3 separate regions of the Ovis aries genome follow, and regions 2 and 3 are each linked to region 1. Evidence: chromatin contacts called from public Hi-C data. All regions are on one chromosome and are shown on one strand. The core of a region is the stretch at or near the end of the contact, and the rest is flanking DNA. Distances in the headings are between cores, read along the strand shown.

What was found. Hi-C and Micro-C count contacts between places; a contact is called where the count stands out from the background.
Region 2: a contact with region 1 is called in a Hi-C map of liver, with 2.4 times the contacts expected there. The contact joins the promoter of G3BP1 here to the enhancer-like site in region 1. A contact is called at or near these places in 3 of 16 Hi-C or Micro-C datasets (liver, skin fibroblasts and tail adipose tissue).
Region 3: a Hi-C map of hypothalamus shows a contact between it and region 1, with 2.1 times the contacts expected there. The contact joins two enhancer-like sites. A contact is called at or near these places in 7 of 16 Hi-C or Micro-C datasets (blood, hypothalamus, mesenteric adipose tissue and 4 more).

What each region holds. Positions count from the first base shown.
Region 1 is chr5:60,714,873-60,717,572 of ARS-UI_Ramb_v3.0, reverse strand. It overlaps ATOX1 (antioxidant 1 copper chaperone), which reads left to right. Exons shown (of 4, transcript NM_001009429.1): 4 at 1,353-1,492. Among named protein-coding and RNA genes, the nearest start is that of ATOX1, 18 kb to the left of the region's middle. Within about 2 kb of position 1,327, at least 16 of the 54 cell types and tissues checked have an H3K27ac peak or open chromatin away from gene starts, as enhancers often do. A contact at or near this core is called in hypothalamus and liver, where this site is marked.
Region 2 is chr5:60,749,674-60,752,373 of ARS-UI_Ramb_v3.0, reverse strand. G3BP1 (G3BP stress granule assembly factor 1) reads right to left here and starts at 1,359. Exons shown (of 12, transcript XM_004008992.6): 1 at 1,273-1,359. It overlaps LOC132659832 (a long non-coding RNA gene), which reads left to right and starts at 1,084. Exons shown (of 2, transcript XR_009600706.1): 1 at 1,084-1,324.
Region 3 is chr5:60,665,143-60,667,842 of ARS-UI_Ramb_v3.0, reverse strand. It overlaps a transcript of SPARC not described here. Among named protein-coding and RNA genes, the nearest start is that of SPARC, 4.2 kb to the right of the region's middle. Within about 2 kb of position 1,347, at least 16 of the 54 cell types and tissues checked have an H3K27ac peak or open chromatin away from gene starts, as enhancers often do. A contact at or near this core is called in hypothalamus, where this site is marked.

The sequences.
Region 1 (2,700 bases), core at 78-2,577:
CTTGAGCATGTAAATTTTAACTAAAAAATTAATACCTAGACTTCCCTGATGGTCCAGTGGTTCAGTGGCTAACAGTCTGCATGCCCAATGCAGGGGGCCCAAGTTCAGTCCCTGGTCAGGGAACTAGATCCCTCATGCTGCAACCAAGACAGCCCAACACAGCCAAACGAATAAATAAAAATACCTGCCAGTTGTAAACCATGTATAGCTTAATGTGTGTTTTTTCTCATAGTAGGCTCTTCTGTTTAAATTGAGATTAAATTCTCATAACGTTCAGCTGACCATTGTCATATGTGCCACTCATGGGCCTTTACAGTGTGTCCAGAGTGTTGTACCGCCACTCTAATTTCAAAACTTTCATCCCACTGGGAAGACTCCCTGTACCCATTTAAGCTCACACTCATTCCCCACTGCCTCCTCTCTCCGTCCCCTGGCAACCACAAGTCTGCTTTCTGCCCTTCTGGACTCACCTATTCTGGATGTTTCCTATAAAAGGAAACATTACGTGACCTTTTGTGTCTGGCTTCTTTCACTCAGCATAATGTTTTCAGGATTCACTCAAGCTTAGCATGTATAAGTACTTCATTCCTTTCAATGACTAGATAGTTCTCATAGTAGTTTTCACTAATTTATCTATTTTAGCTTTTTTTTTAAAATTATAGGAACTGTCAAAACTATACAAGTAGAGTCGTAAAATGAATCTCCACATGCCCACCTCCCAGATCAGTTATCGAGTCATTGGCATCATTTCATCCATGGCCCACTCTCACCACCCCTGTATTCACAGCAAATTCAGGCATCATAGAGTTTGGTCTGCACACCTGTCAGTAACGATGTGTAGTATGAAGGGGCTCCTGGAGGTTCATGCCACAGTGCTGGGTGAGGATCACTGATCAAGCCAGTTTTACTCCCACACACCAGGCAGCATCTGTCCCTGAATCTGTTTTAAGAGGCTCCCCAGTGACTGATTCGAAGCCAGGTTCAGGAACCAGACGATGAATGTTTATTGGTTATGAGGTCTCCTTGATCATCTGGCTCTTAGCAGATTTGTTTGCTCATGGCTTTTTTCTGTTGCCATCCCAGTATAAGTTGAAACAAGACAGAGGAAGAGCTCCAGCAGCCCTGGGAGAGCCTGGAAGAGGGCTTCAGCAGTGATCGGCTTAGCAAGGTCAAGGCATTCTTGTAGGAGCGGTGTGCAGGCCTGGACATGGGGTTCTTAGTCCTACTCAGCACATGGGTTTCCCACTTCCCGCCCTGCAACTGCCTCTTAGTGAATCTTTACTGCTTCTGTAGTGTCTCCATGTGCACAGCAGATGGCACCAGTGTTCCACCTCACGTCTCATTTCTTCCAGGACGCTGATCCTCTCCTGCCTTCCAGACAGACCTAGGACCTGGCAATCCCGCTCAGCAATGGTAGTTCCTGCGGAGACCGTCACTTGCCCTGCTCCTCTGTAGCTTCCCTGCAATAAAGTCAAGCCGATTTTGCTGGCGATACTGTCTCTCGCCTGGTCTTGTCACTTGCTTACGTGCTGTGCTGTGCCGCTCACATGTTGCTGTGAAGGAAATAACTACAGTGCTTCCTCGGGTTGGCGTTCTGACAGCTCCCAGGTCCAGTGGATCCTGAATCTTGGCTGTGTGAGCTTTTGCAGATCACTTACCCTCTCTGGGCCTCACTTTTCCTCATCTGTAAGTGAAGGTGTTGGGTTAGGTTGGTGATCCTGTTTCTTTTCACTACTTTCTTAGACTCCATATGTTGAAAAACTTTTGTCTGTCAAGTGAATGCATTTAAGGGACGTAAAATTGTATGGTAGTGGGAATAATAATGGGAAGATGTGCTTGTGTATCATAATAATGGGAAGAGAGAGACTGTCTGGGATAGAGTCTAAGCTCCACATCTCCCAGTAATCTCTTGATGTCCACAGGCATAAAATGTAACAGCATCTCTTGCAAATGGTGGTTGTGGGGATTAAATGACTCATGTAAATCACTTAGAGAGTGCTTGCCAGTTAGAAATCACTCAGTAAACATTCTCTATTCACGTACATTTTTTTGGTGTGTATTTAATTAATCAAATATCTATAGAGATGGCAACTAGAATCCCAGTCGACCTAAAAGTTAATGCCTCACGGAGTTGATTCAGTTATATCAAAACAAAGGGGATGTTTTCATTTGTATAGCTTTATTTACTTTTTAAAAATACTTTAAAGCGGCAGCTCTCAGACTATTTGATCTCAGGACCCTTTTACATGCTTGAACATTTCTGAGTGTCTCAAAGAGTTTATGGTTATGTGGGTTATGCCATGTTAGAAATTAAAACAAATGTTTGAAACGCAAGAATACATAAGCACATCTCCCATGAGCCATTGGGGCGAGATGAGGTCATCGCACAGCCTTTAGATCCTGGAAACTTCACTGCGTGATTGTAAGAGAAAGAAAAAAAAGGCATCTGGTGGGAGCAGTTTTGACCTGGCATTCCTACTGAAAAGTCTTGGGAACCACATCACTGCTTTGATCAGTGACCTGGGATGAGACCTGGCTCTGCCTTCAGCCACCTGTGACCTTGGACCAGTCACCTCATCTCTCCCAGAAGCAGTTTCCTCGTCCGTGCAGTGCACAATATCTGCACCTCAGGGGCCTTAAGTAAAACTCTGCCAGCTCTAAACTGTGTGCTGGTGTAATTCTGGCCCCATTATGAGAGTT
Region 2 (2,700 bases), core at 110-2,609, 35 kb before region 1:
TCAACTACATAAAACGAGGAAGTTAATCTTGTGGAAGGTCTTTCTCAAAACCTTGCTCCAATTAAAAAATGGAGGGAAAAAAAAGATTCAAGATCTAATATCAAAAAAAAAAAAAAAATCTAATATCAGAGCCTAACTTCCTGCTGGTGATAACTTCCCATCCTCAGGCTATAAGGATCAAATCCGAGGAGGAACACTGTCCAGGATCACCTGGACGTATTGATTTTATTCTACACTTTCCCCAAAAGCATTTAGGGCAGCAAACCTGTAGGAAGATGTGCAGAAAGGAACCCTTTACCCTTTGTCATAATCCCACGTCCAACCCTCTTCTCCCTGGAAACCCTGCAAGTGGCTCAAGTACAAATAAATGCCTCTGCAGTCGGTCTTCCGAGGCTGCGGTTGTCCCCAGGGACTAGAGCTCTGGGGGCAAAGATACCCTGTGGCCGCACAGAGCGCTGGAACAAAGAATGAGGCAGGTTCGGGGACTAGGAGTCAGAAGGCCTGGGTTCAAACAAATACCTGCCCCTCATGGCCTGTGTGCCTCTGACCGTGTCACTCCACCTCTGGGCCTTCGAGTTGGCTGTAAAAATAGGAAAATCACCGTACCTACCTCATCAGGGCGTTTCAGGAGTAAAGAAGAAACACACAAGTTGCTCCGCACAGTGCCTGGCACATAGTGAGGGCTTAGAAAAATGTTAGTTATTATCATCACTCAATACCCATAAACTCGCTGCCCCTTTACTCCCTGTAAAAAAATTCGAAAACCTAGGAGCAGCATTTCGGCTTCCAGTGTCGAAAAATTCTCACCGCACTTTCGTGCCTCACCTTCCCCCTCCCGCACCACCACCACCATCAAAGAAAAGCCTCCTCTGGTCTAGGAGGAGCCCCCACCAAAGGAGGAAGGCCTCGCTAGCGCGCGGGGAAAGCGAGCGGGAAAAGCTGACGATCCGGCCGCGCGGGGCCCCAGGCCCCCAAGATCACCCTGGGGCCCGGGCGGCGGCCGCGGCTCGCTCTCGCCCCGCGTGGCCGTTGGGCGCGGCACGCGCACGCGGCGGACGCGGACACGGCCACGCGCGCCGGGCCAGTGGGGGCGGGAGGCGGAGAGTCGCCGCGCGCCCGGGCGCCCGCCGCGCGCGCCTGCGGCCGTTGGGGAAGGGGGGGGACGGTGGGCGCGCCTGGCGCGGTCGCCGTTCGGACTTCTCCTCCCTCCCATCAGAGCCCCAGTTAGTCCGCGTCCTGGGGCCGCCCAGCCCCGCCCACGCTCCAGCTTACCTGCGCGGCTGAGCGGGAGAGGAACAAGCTCTGCTCCACGGCACGGCAAAAGGTAAAAAAACCCCTCACGCAACTGCGTCCGCACACACGCGTGCTCCGTCGCCGGGCTATATAACGGTGACTCAGCCTAACTTGTTGCGGCCAGGTCGGCCAGGCTGGTGGCCAATCCCGACTGCGTCCTCTGAGCTCTTCGAGCAGCAATTGGGTACTGACTCAGGATGAAGGCGTGGCTCTTGATTGGCTTTAACTCATGCCTATGAGACTGTGAGGAGCTCGTTTCCCTAGTAACGAATTGGCACTGAGAGAGGCCAATAAGTGAAGGGTACGGTGTGAAGGAGGGAGGGAAATTACTTGATCGATGTCCATTGTAGCCAATAAATATGTGGGGCCGTTCCCATTCGTTAAAACGTCTTCCCCTGGGCGGAGATCAGTTCTCCCTGCAGGAGCGGTTGCTCCACAAGGTGGGGCCCGTGTACTTTGGGGAAGTAAACCCCAAGCAACTAGGAGGTGGGCGCCAGGATGGCCAAGGAAGCTCCTGGCCAATCGCAGCGCGGGAAGGAGCTGATTGACGCGGGGGTTGGACAGCACCGAGGAGACCGAGCCCCGGGTCGCCGTGCCCTTTGGGGCGGTTCTGAGGCTCTACTGGTCCCTGCTTCTGTCTCCTTTTTCCTTTCCTTTTTTGACTCATTGGGTGCGATCCCTGAGACCCCTGATCCCACCTTTTCCGCACAGTTTGATACCAGGGGAACCAGGTGATAAAGTTTCCCGTTGTTTGGTTGTTTTGTTTCTTTCTTATACCAACTTTATTTCCATGTGGCCGCCTAAGGGCACTTGGTGGCTCCCACCATTAGTCAGCACTATTGGACAACTATTCAGGGAAACCAGAGGGGAAAGTAACTCACATTGTGTACCTAAGATCCTATTCTTTTTAAAAAAAAAAAGTCTCACGTGAAGAGCATTGAGTTTAAAGACATATTTCCACCCCGCGGTTCTCTGCAAGTGCTGCTGCAGGTCACTCGTGCGCGTCCATCCAGAAACCGGAGTCTGTAAATTCTCCTAACGGCTTGGGCCTTCCTGCAACACCATTGTCATTCAGATTTCCAGTGCTGTGGCTGTGGGGGTTTATTTCTTCGGGTCGTTATGTCTTGACAAGGTAGCTTGTCAAACTCCTTTGTGAACACCCCGAAGCTTTCGCGAAACACTTCAGGCGCTAAGTGGTGCACCAGACTGGTCCTGTCCACGTCTCTTACTGATTTGTTGGGCCCTCTATTGGTCACCATGAGCGGTTTTATATGGAAACACAGGGTCACGCCTCGGTCCCGTTCTCCTTCCAGGCATGTGACCCTGCAGTAGGGGCTCGCGTTAAGTTTTGCAAATTTGGAAATGAAGCACGTGGAGCCTCTCTACTGGAGACAAGGGGGCGCGGAC
Region 3 (2,700 bases), core at 98-2,597, 50 kb after region 1:
GTTGCTTGGCATGACACCACCAACCCATTGGTAGCAGCTGCCAAAAGAACTGTGTCCAGGATTTGAGTCCAACGAGGAGAAGGGGACGACAGAGGATGAAATGGCTGGATGGCATCACCGACTTGATGGACATGAGTCTGAGTGAACTCCGTGAGCTGGTGATGGACAGGGAGGCCTGGCGTGCTGCAATTCATGGGGTCGCAAAGAGTCGGACGCGACTAAGCGACTGAACTGAACTGGACTTTAGGGGGAAAGGTCATATGATTGATTAGTAATGTCTGCCACATGCACAGGAGGAGCAGGTGTAGCCACGTGTGCCATGGATTTGCTTGCTATCTTTAGGATGTGACAGCTTGATGTTATTTCTCATCCCTTCCATTTGCGGTCACCCAGATGCACCAGTGGCCCCTAGGGGGAGCCAACGGGGAGAGCCTGAAGCTCCGCCCTGGGGCTTCTAACCACAGCAAAACGTGGCATCTTAGATGTGTTTATGGAACCTCTGTCAGACTGATACCAGTCTCATCCTCTGGGGCCATTTCTGAGTTGCCTCTGAACCTCTTCAAAGCTATGCTTGAGCACCCTAAAACAGGGGTCCCCAACTTCCAGGACCTAATGCCTGATGATCTGAGGTGGAGCTGATGTAATAATAATAGCAATAATGTGCACAATGAATAGAATGTGCTTTAATCACACGCTCCACTCTGCCCTGGTCTGTGGAAAAATTGTCTTCCATGAAACTGGTCCCTGGTGCCAAAAAGGTTGGGGACTGCTGCCCTAAATGTTTCCCTTAGCTTCTTCCCTTCCAGCAAGAATTGTTAGAAGTGGAGCAGGAAGTCAAGGGCCAGGCTGGGAAAGGTGGTCCTCTGATAGGCTTCTGACTCAGCTGACTTGGAACGTCAGGGCTGAAAGGAACCTTAGGGACTATGGCCTCAGGTCTTCAAACTCTCTCATGAAAGAACTTAGAGGTTCTCCAAGGCATCTCAGGGAGTGTCCCAGTGCCAGCCCCCATCTCAACACTGTTTTGTTTTTTTTTTTTTTTTTAAATTTCGAGCTGATTCATTGAATAGATAATAGTGCATTCATATGTACAACAAAAGTGAACGGCTCTTAGTTGTTTCAAACTTGGACTTCTGCAGAAGACTTCACTGAGAGAAAGGCTCCCTGGCTTATATGACTCTGAACACCACTGATCTAAAACAACGTCTGCATTGTGCAGAGGAGTGGCGCTAGGTGAAGTCCAAGGAGTAGCGGAGCCTATCCTGATTTGAAGGGTGAGCTGGGGGCAACACTGCCAAGACTCAATCCCAGGGCTCCTGACTTCCACGTCACCTCTGAGTGGCTGTGTGTGCTCCCTGGGGTGTGAGTGCCCACGTGGCCACACTGGCACCTCTCTGGACCGTCTCAGCCTCCTTCTGAGTCCTGGCATTCTGGTGGGCCTGGCTCACTCACGAGTTCCTTTATTAGCCTCTAGACTTGTTTTCCTCTCTTTGGGCTTGTTTACCAGGAACATGTGTTTTGGGAACCCTTGTTAGTAAGCCAAATGGTGGAAGCAAGATGTCTGGTTTGCGTCAGCAGCCCAACTGAGAGGGCAGCCTGGGACCTGGCTTCATCACTGTGCCCTGCGGAGGCCGGGCTGGAGTACCCGAGACCAAAAGGAAAAATGCCTCCTTTGTTCCAGCCCAGCACCTGTTCTCCCTGGGCCATGAACAAAAAGCTAGGATTCTTGTCCTGGATTTTCAAGGTGAATGGAGATTCTGGGATCTTTGTATTTTAAGACACTCTTCTGATGCTTATCTCTTGTAATCACCCATGAGTCTTTCAAGGTAAGTATGTTATTTTCATTTTAAAGATGGAGAAATAAACGGAGGCCCAGAGAGGGAAAATCACTTTCTGAAAGTCACACAACTGCTATATGGCAGAACCAGGATTTGAACCTGTATATTCTGTCTCCAGAGCCCCTGGGCTTACCGCTCTGCCATAATGCCTCTATAAAAGTTGATAACCACTCTGTCTAATATGGGCTTCCCTGGAGACTCAGATAGTAAAGAATCCACTGGCAATGAAGGAGACCTGAGTTTGATCCCTGGGTTTGGAAGATCCTCTGAAGAAGGGAAAGGCAACCTACTCCAGTGTTCTTGCCTGGAGAATCCCATGGACAGAGGAGCCTGGCGGGCTATAGTCCACAGGGTCGCAAAGAGTTGGGCATGACTGAGGGACAAAGCAAGCTCTGTCTTAATATGGTAGCCACTAGCCACATATGGTTAGGTAGAATTTAAGTTAATTAAAATGAAATACAATGAAAACTTCAGCCCTTCATTTGCACTAGCAACATTTCAAGTGTTCAATAACCACTGGTGGCCACTAGCCATCACGTTACACATGCAGATACAGAATATTTTCATCATCTTAGAAAGTTCTATTAGACTGCATTGCTTCATAAATTCTTCTACTCAAATCAGATTTGATGACTATAACTCAGATTCTGTGCTTCATGTCTTTAGGGTTCTATGATTCCAAGATCCACAGTCTAAAATTTAATGATTCCAAGATTTTTTCCCTAGTTCTGTCCTTCAGCAACTTTTCAGTGTCCAGAGAGAGCCCACAGGAGGCCCTTTATGTTTCAAGGGAGGTGAACTTGGGTGGTGGTGGGAGGAGGGGGCGGCTGTACTTTTCCATCCCCAGACTCTTTCTAAAGAAGGA